Regions from separate parts of the Zea mays genome. Here all the other regions are linked to region 3. The links are chromatin contacts, called in public Hi-C maps. All regions are on one chromosome and are shown on one strand. Each heading gives the region's core, a stretch centred on a gene start, on an enhancer-like site or on the middle of the called end of the contact. The rest is flanking DNA. Distances are from core to core; before and after follow the strand shown.

Region 1 (2,700 bases), core at 38-2,537, 590 kb before region 3:
AGAAAAGCTCTCAGGGGCTACAAGTGTAGCGAAATACTTCCCATCCCCTCGCCAAGAAATTGCACTTCGACTCTGACCACCGGTACTGTCTGTGTTGTCAATGGTCTCGTCCTGAGAAGAAGGATGTTTAGAATTGGGAGAGAACACAAACACACACAAAAAGAACGTGTATATTCAGTAAGACTTTAGTATATTAAACATACTTGAGGGTCAAGTGAAGTCTCAAACAGCACTTCCCAGTCCTGTGTGATGACAAGCAGTTGGCCGAGTCCAGTGGTGACAGAGAGAAGGGCCCCATCGGGGCTAGAGGCAATGGTGTTGACACCACCTTCCAGTCTTCCGACAACTTCAGTTGTTTTCTCCTCCACGTTATATAAGAGAAGACAACCATCTGACGACCCAAGGAGTAGAGACTCCCTCTCCATAAGATAATCCATGGCAACAATGCGATCTCCAGGATCAAGAACAACCTCCTCCATGTCAGAGTGTTGAGTAGCAGTTTTGCTCCATTGCAGTAGTTGCTGCAGAAGTGGTACGAAAGCAAGATAGTCAGCACAACCTGGAAAGCTACAAGATGAAGTTGTTGGCATAGCGAACTTTTTTTCCTGGACTGAAAAAATTAAACCATTGGCTATACAAGAATACAGCAATATTTTAGTAAGTGTTGCTTGCTGGCTTTCTAGCGTAGACACAGTGAAAGAAACAAAGAAGCAAGGAAAAAAAAACTCGTCTTGATCAGCAGGGGATGGGGTGGAATTGGAGACCTGTTCCTGGGTGGAGGACGAGGGCAGTGAGACGGTGTAGATGAAGTTGGCGGAGGAAGCGAAGAAAGCGCGGCGGCTCTCTGCGTCGATGGCGGAGGCGACGAGGGTTTCGCCGTCTATCTGGAGCTGGAGCTGCTGCGGGAGCCTCGTCACAAGGCGCAGGTTCTTCATCTCGCCGACGCCGCGCTGCCGACGTCGAGGGTTTTAGTAGAAGCCGGTAGTTCGAGGAGTTTTTATTTGGTTTGCCGTTCGCTCGCTTTTGGGAAACGGCAGCTGGCGGCGGCGGCGGCCGTGGGCGGGCGGGACGGCGACGACGGCTGTGTTTTCGTTCGGTCGAAGAAATTGGCTAGGTCAACACGAGGATGAAAGGAAACCGCCGGAAGGCAGAAAGTAGAGAGCCCACCAAGGCCCAAAACAATGATTCGGGAAACTGTGTTGTTTGTTTTAAGGGAAATTTGGATCCATACCATTAAAAGATCACCACTTTGGATCCATACCATTACTATCTCACTTACATGTGGGTCCACATGAGTCAATGACATGTGGGGTCCATGGTATATATCTAAAGATTGGATCTTTTAATGGTATAGATCCAATTATTCCTTGTTTTAAATCACTTTTGGAATTCCTTCGTTTTTTTAAATCCATAGCTAACTACCACGTCACTAATTATCATTTTCAGAAAACACAGCCATAACACAAAAATAACTAACTTCCACTTCACATTTTTCCCTACCATATACCTCTCCATGTAGAGTTGTAGACCTTACAGTGTAACATCTTATCTCTGAGTTCCCAGTTTCTCATGTGGACTTTATGAGTTTGTAACATTTGTCCACTGTAGCCACATCCAACACATGGCATAGACAGTATTATTTATAGAGAGAAATTTTAAAATAAAAGATGAGATTAGAGAGATGGTTGGACATGGCATAGACAGTATTATTTTAAGATTTATGCGATCGATCCTGAAGCTGCATTGCCGCGTACATGCATCCTGATACATTTCATGAAGTACAGACAAAACCTTAGAACAGCTATTCAAATTATTCATATGCAGATATGCTATACCCCTTTACACGTGAAATCTGTACAGGTCGAAAACCCAAAAGAAACGCCAGGCAAAAAGTTTCATCGGCGAGAGCGACGAAGCCAATCCTGGATAGCGAACCGAAGGGCGTGGTTAGGTGTGAGACTGAGATGCTCCAGTTTCAGGTTGTTCAGAGGCGCTGTCCCCTGCCCAGTCTCCAACTCCATCCGCTCACGGATCGCCCGCCCTTCGTAGGTCACCCCATCAGCAGCGCACACCTGAGGATCATGCATTATCTCCTGCAAGCCAAAACAGAAGAGGGAAAGAATAAAAGAAACGCACCGAGTTTCTTGTCATCATCACAATTCACATCGATCCAACCCCCATACCCGTTTCCCTAGTTAACAATGGTGCAAGACGATGGTACTTGCCTGCATAATCGGGCACAGGAAAGAGGAGGGTGCTTGTTCCTCCTCCCTCGTCAAGTGTAGCTGTTCCAGCTCTCGTACGGTCTCAGCAGTCAGGTCTGGGCGATCCCGGCTTCTGTCCTCACTGCACCTCAGGCCCAGTTCCGCTAGCCTTCCGGCCACCTCCATAGGCCAATGCCCAGCAGCAGGGTCGAGAATTGACGATAGCTTGCCACAAGCCATGGCACACCTTACTTCACCAGCAAGCCGCCGTGCAGGCTCCTGTCTTCCGGTCAGTAGCTGGAGTATCACGGTTCCGAAGCAGTATACGTCAGACTTGGGTGTCAACACTTTGCTTCTCATGTACTCCGGATCTGCGTAGGGAAAAGACCCTTCCGGAGGCTCAGAACCCCCCGACGGGTAATCCTTCACGTCGCCTGTGAATAGCCGAGAGATACCGAAATCGGCTATCTTGCAATGGCATTCGGTATCTAGAAGG
Region 2 (2,700 bases), core at 122-2,621, 590 kb after region 3:
ATGAAATAATGTTTAATGTTACTGCAGTTAGTAGCCTACCTCTGACGGATAGTACGTTAATGACCGTGTTCTAGTACTGGTAGGTCCCCAGACTGCATATGGTATGTTTGCCTCGTGCCAAATAAGTGCATCCTCATTAGCAAAATCGTTGAACTTCTCGTTCTCTGACAAATACATCCACATATCCTGCAGCAAAATAGCCACAATGCACTTGGTGTTTATAGAAATTCAAAAATGGCTACTGGCCCAGGGAAGGCCTAACGAATGAACTCTGCACTATACATTTTGTCGAATATGCTGATACTACAGCAACAAAATCCACATGGTACAATTACAGAGTTTGAAAACTGAATCCAACAGCCAACCTTGAACACACCAAACCTAATCTAAACAACTAGGAGATATTTCCATTCCAGCATAAACATAACGAACAACCCCTCCTCTGTCCCAAATAGATTATTCAAAAGTCAAAACCCTAGCTTAAACACTACAAAAGTTCTAAACATAAAGTCACCAATAGCACTGCACCTACATGTTCACACAACTTGCTGAATTCAGCAGCAGCATGTCATGACCAAAGTTCACAAAACTTCTAGGGTTTATACTATTTCTGAAAAAATCATTAGCAACAATCAGCTTAGCCTCCTGAGATCCAATTAACACACCCAAAGCGCTATCCTTTTTTATCACAATAAAAGGAATGTTGGTGATGCAGAACACCAATATGAGGTGATCACTAGGCCTGAAAATATCTCCCTTGCACTCGAACAAGTAAAAACAAACGCTTCTGCGTCCGCTAAGTAGTCAATTCCTCTTGCGAACAGCACCCATGAGTGCCCCTAACAACTACAGCTTCCGGATCACAGCAACCAAAGGAAAGGTCAGACAATTAAATCCTAAAATTACCTTGACATCAGAACAAACATAACCAAACTACCCGCACTACAGAACCTAAACCCACTGACGAGCAAGCCGCGATCGACCTAAGACGCATCTTCGAACCGAAATCTCGCAAGATGGCCGAGGACGTTCTCACCATTGGCTCGCCCTTCTGGAAGAGGTTGGACATGAGCATCCCGGGGTCCGCGGGTGGGCGCTTGGGCCCGAAGAACTTGGACGCAAAGTACCAGAACACCGCCATCCGCACGATGCCTGCGATGCTCTGCCCCAGGCCGCCCTGGCGCCCCGCGGGGCCGCGACCCTGCGGCTGCGCCGCCGCGGCCACCGTCGCCGCCGGCTGCGACATGGCCGCCGGCGAAACTGGATCGGAGCCGAGGAGGGGCGCCTAGATGGGACTGTAGAGGAGGTTTTTCGGTTTGTGTTTTTCTCGATTGCGTGATGCGTTCGGAATTTTTAACCGGGGGCGGTTTTGCGTTACTTTACATCTGATTTTACAGATAAGGGCGTCAGTTGTTCCGTAATTGACTCCCTGTTCTGTTTGTGCTGCCAGCGGTTGGCCCGTTGCCGATTGGCTTTGTGCTTTGGAGTAATTCTTGAGGACTTCGGGGCCTGTTAGAGATGGAAGCACAATATGTGCTGCAGCTGGGATTTGCATAACGAGGCATGTGGCCATCCTGATGGGAAGCAAAATGCTAGACGTACACGTACCACTGTGGCAGTGGCAGCTCCTGAAAAGCAAAGTATTGCCGACTCGAATAAATAAAAATAATTGAAGTGACATTATTACATACAGAGAAAATAAGTGTAGCTATGGTATTTATACCGGTAAAACTTTCTTAAATTAATTAGCAATATTTGTATCTAAAAATAAGTTTATTATAAAATTAAATTCAACGGTCTATCTACTAGTTATATATTATAAATATTAATGTTTTATACTCCATCTATTCACAAGTATATTACGCGGTTGATTTTTTCAAAAGATTAATCACTCATTTTATTTGAAATGTAAAATGTTAAGTCACGCTTGATAAAATAAATTATAACAAAATAAATGATATGTCATGTTTTTTAGTAAGCCGAATGATTACAATTTTGGGGAAAAGTCAAGTAGAGAGTATATATTTGGTCAAAGTTAAAAATATTTACTTCTCAAAAAGCGTGAACGATATTTGGAACAGAGAAAGTACATTAAGATTAATGTTCCAATGTTTGCCTCCTCACTCGGTAGCACCCTTTATGGCGTGTATAGAGGTTTAGGTGATATTAATAGTTTAGGAGAGGTATCACGTATAATTTTATCTAACCTGAAAGAAAATTACAAAGACATCGTCTAGTAAGTATGAGAAAAAACTTTCTTAGTGTTAGTTTGGAAACTCTATTTTTCCAGTAAAAAATAACTAATTTCTCTTGAAAGATATAAAACCCTTGGAAAAAATTAGGTTTCTAAACTAGCCCTTAGACAACTTTCGCACTATAGAGGTATCGTCTATTGTATTACATATGAACACATATCATTCAACAATTGAATACTCTTTAGACTACTATATTCACATAGTCGCTTGTCTATTACTATAGAGTATCTGGTTAACACGGTATTGTCTTAAAGATTATGGTTGCCTGAACAATTATACATATCCTTATGTATATAACAACAGGTAGTGCAAAAATGTGTACATCTTACCTTATGCTACAGAATATCGTATCTTGGCTAAATTGGATGCACCTTAGTAGAAACATAAATATAAAATGTATGGGATCGAATCATCATCACAAAAAAGGACATGCGATTCATCACAT
Region 3 (2,700 bases), core at 30-2,529:
AAGGATGAATCAACTTATAAATACTATTACAGAGAAGATCAAATTGAGAGTACTAAAGGAGAGAAGCCCCACAAAATCAATATTATAATAGCAAAAAACTCAGATACAAGTCCCTGTAACATTAAACTAATATATAAAACGGCCAGAGAAAATCACTAACCAGTAATCAATTACTGCAAAGCAAAGAAAGTTGAATGTGTAAAGGTAGTTCTAAACTATCAGATGGATTTAATTCTTCTCAGCAACTTTCTCTACAACTAAAGATGAAAACATGAGTCCAGACTCCAGAAGCAACAAAGATAGAATGAAAAAATGAATCTGCCATAATCAATAAATCTGCTGCCTTAACCAATGATTTTAGCTCTTTTAAACTCTATCAAAAGCACAGGTAGGTCAGATACAGATTGTGCAATACAATCAACAGAGAGAAACAGCTAAGAAGGCAATCCACTAGTTCTATGTTCTAGTTAACACTTCAGTAGCAATCAATGCTAAAGCAAATAAATTTAGACTTTGAACAGACTTTAATTGTAATTCAGATAACTCAGAATCTCTCCCAGGCCATTGCAAGACAGAGAAAATAATTAGGTCACCACAATCAGAGAAAGGTAAAATTGGACAACTCGGTAACTAATCTCACGGCTCTACCTCCATAATACACGGATGAACTGGCTAATTGCTTGCGATGTGGGTACACAACAACTAGCAAACGGAACGTAATAATAGCTTCCTACCACGGTTCATAGGTTAAACAGGATAGTACCACCCTCCCACAGCAACGCCACAAGCACTTGAAGCACAGAGAGCGCGGACCTGGCATTGCCGGGACGGAAGCAGGCCCAGTCGTACCGCCCAGCGAAGCGCGCATCGACCTGGTCCACGACGGCCTGCTGCGCGATCGCCGGCGGCAGCCGCCGGAGCACCACCTTCGTGCGGTGCGCCGGGTCCTTCATTTGCGCTCGCACCGCCGCCGACACCTCGAATCCTACTCGCGTCGCGAATCGCCGCGACACACGCACACACCGCAACACCGTCTCAAACCCTAGGGTGGGGTCACATCGAAGCGAGGCGGAGCAGACGCCAGCGAGATCTGGGGGACGAAAAGGGGGGGACGGGGGAGGTGGCTAGGGTTTGGAGCCGGGTGGGGATTTGTCTCGCTTCTGCTTCCCTTCACACTTCCCCTTCACCGTCGCGTCGTCGCGTGCTTTTTTCCAGTTTCGTCGCTCGAATAGGTTGGGGGTTTGGGTTGAGTTTTTTTTTTTTGAACCAAGAAGCTCCCATTAGGGTTTGTTCGGTTATTTTCAATCCATATGGATTGGAGGGGATTGATACGGATTGGAGGAGATTTTGACTTACTAGGGATTAAAACCCCCTCAATCCCCCTCAATCCATATGGATTGGGGTAGAACCAAACAAGCCCTTAGTGGGCTTCTAAAAGTTAGTATCCCGAATGTGTCGATTGAGATTATAGTATTATAACATATTTCGTCTTGGTCTTTTGGTACTTAAACGCGCTTTGATCCCTCTACCTGTGTATTGTTCGTTTACCTGGACAGTGTTACGTCAGAGTTTCTCTGACCCATTCCACAAAACGGATCAACCAGTTTCTCTCCTCCATTGCTCCTCGCGGCGCTTGTTTCTGGCGACGCTGAGTTCGTCGGCACTCGCTCGTTTCCGTCGTTTGCTCCTCCTCGTCGGCACTCGCTCGTTTCCCCTCCGAGTCTCGTCCCCTCCATGAAATTGGCGGTGCTGTTAATGAAATTGCAGAAGGTCTAGACACTGTGAGCACGGATCTGGAGGAAGTTTTTATTGGTCCACAACCTCTACTTGAAGACTATGAAGCCCTTGGCTTATACGATGGTTTCCAATGCGATGGTGATGTTGATGGTGACTGTAATGATGACTGGGTTTATGATGAAGATAGTTATCTAGACTCGGATGAGATCAATGATCGCCATCTATCACATATGAACGAGTGTATATGAGATATTTGTTTGTGAGAGGGTTTAGATTATGCCTATGTATAAATGTATGTGAAAAGGACAACCATCGGTTGAGTTAACTTGTTTGCACTTATCATGTGGAACCTTATGTAATATGTCTCGTGGAACCTTATGTAATATGTCTTGTGGAACTGTGTAGTTTGTCCTCAATGGCATATGTTTTGTAAACAACTTAGATAGTTTATATTCTATCCACGACATTAGACAAAAATCAGTTCAGCCAAGCTGTTGTGACTGAAACCATGACAAAAGCAGTTCAGCCAAGCTGCTGTGACTGAAACTGTGACAAAAGTCATCTGTTTATGTTTCTGTTAACAGCAAGCTGCTGTGTCAGAATTTATGAACAACCAAGTAAACATAGACCAAGAATCTGTTTATGTTTCTGTTAACAGAATTTGTGAACCCAGCTAGTTTTTGTTTCTGTTAACAGAATTTGTGAACACAGACTAAGAATTTTTGTTAACGGAGTTTGTGAACAACCAAGTAAACACAACCAAGTAAACCCAGCTAGTTTTTTGTTTCTGTTATAATTTCTATTTCTGTGAACAAACGATTTCTGTGAAAAGAGACTTGCTCCAAACAGAAGGTAAACACAGTCAGTTGCACCATATGTCAGGTTCAGAAATTCAGAGAAGCAAACGTCATGTTCTTTACAGAGAAGCAAAATACAGGACACAACTCTAGGTGCCTACGATTG

What was found. Hi-C and Micro-C count contacts between places; a contact is called where the count stands out from the background.
Region 1: a Hi-C map of leaf shows a contact between it and region 3, with 7 times the contacts expected there. The contact joins the promoter of LOC100193043 here to the promoter of LOC103646424 in region 3. A contact is called at or near these places in 2 of 25 Hi-C or Micro-C datasets (endosperm and leaf).
Region 2: a Hi-C map of leaf shows a contact between it and region 3, with 5 times the contacts expected there. The contact joins the promoter of LOC100381598 here to the promoter of LOC103646424 in region 3. A contact is called at or near these places in 2 of 25 Hi-C or Micro-C datasets (bundle sheath and leaf).

Annotation. Positions count from the first base shown.
Region 1 is chr2:50,612,040-50,614,739 of Zm-B73-REFERENCE-NAM-5.0, reverse strand. LOC100193043 reads right to left here and starts at 1,287. Exons shown (of 5, transcript NM_001357854.2): 1 at 765-1,287; 2 at 204-521; 3 at 1-111. The coding sequence starts at 935. It overlaps LOC103646429, which reads right to left. Exons shown (of 7, transcript XM_008671166.4): 6 at 2,226-2,700; 7 at 1,700-2,093. The coding sequence ends at 1,896.
Region 2 is chr2:49,433,638-49,436,337 of Zm-B73-REFERENCE-NAM-5.0, reverse strand. LOC100381598 reads right to left here and starts at 1,371. Exons shown (of 12, transcript NM_001329499.1): 1 at 1,037-1,371; 2 at 40-186. The coding sequence starts at 1,246.
Region 3 is chr2:50,019,354-50,022,053 of Zm-B73-REFERENCE-NAM-5.0, reverse strand. It overlaps LOC103646424 (regulator of nonsense transcripts UPF3), which reads right to left and starts at 1,279. Exons shown (of 13, transcript XM_008671161.4): 1 at 814-1,279. The coding sequence starts at 953.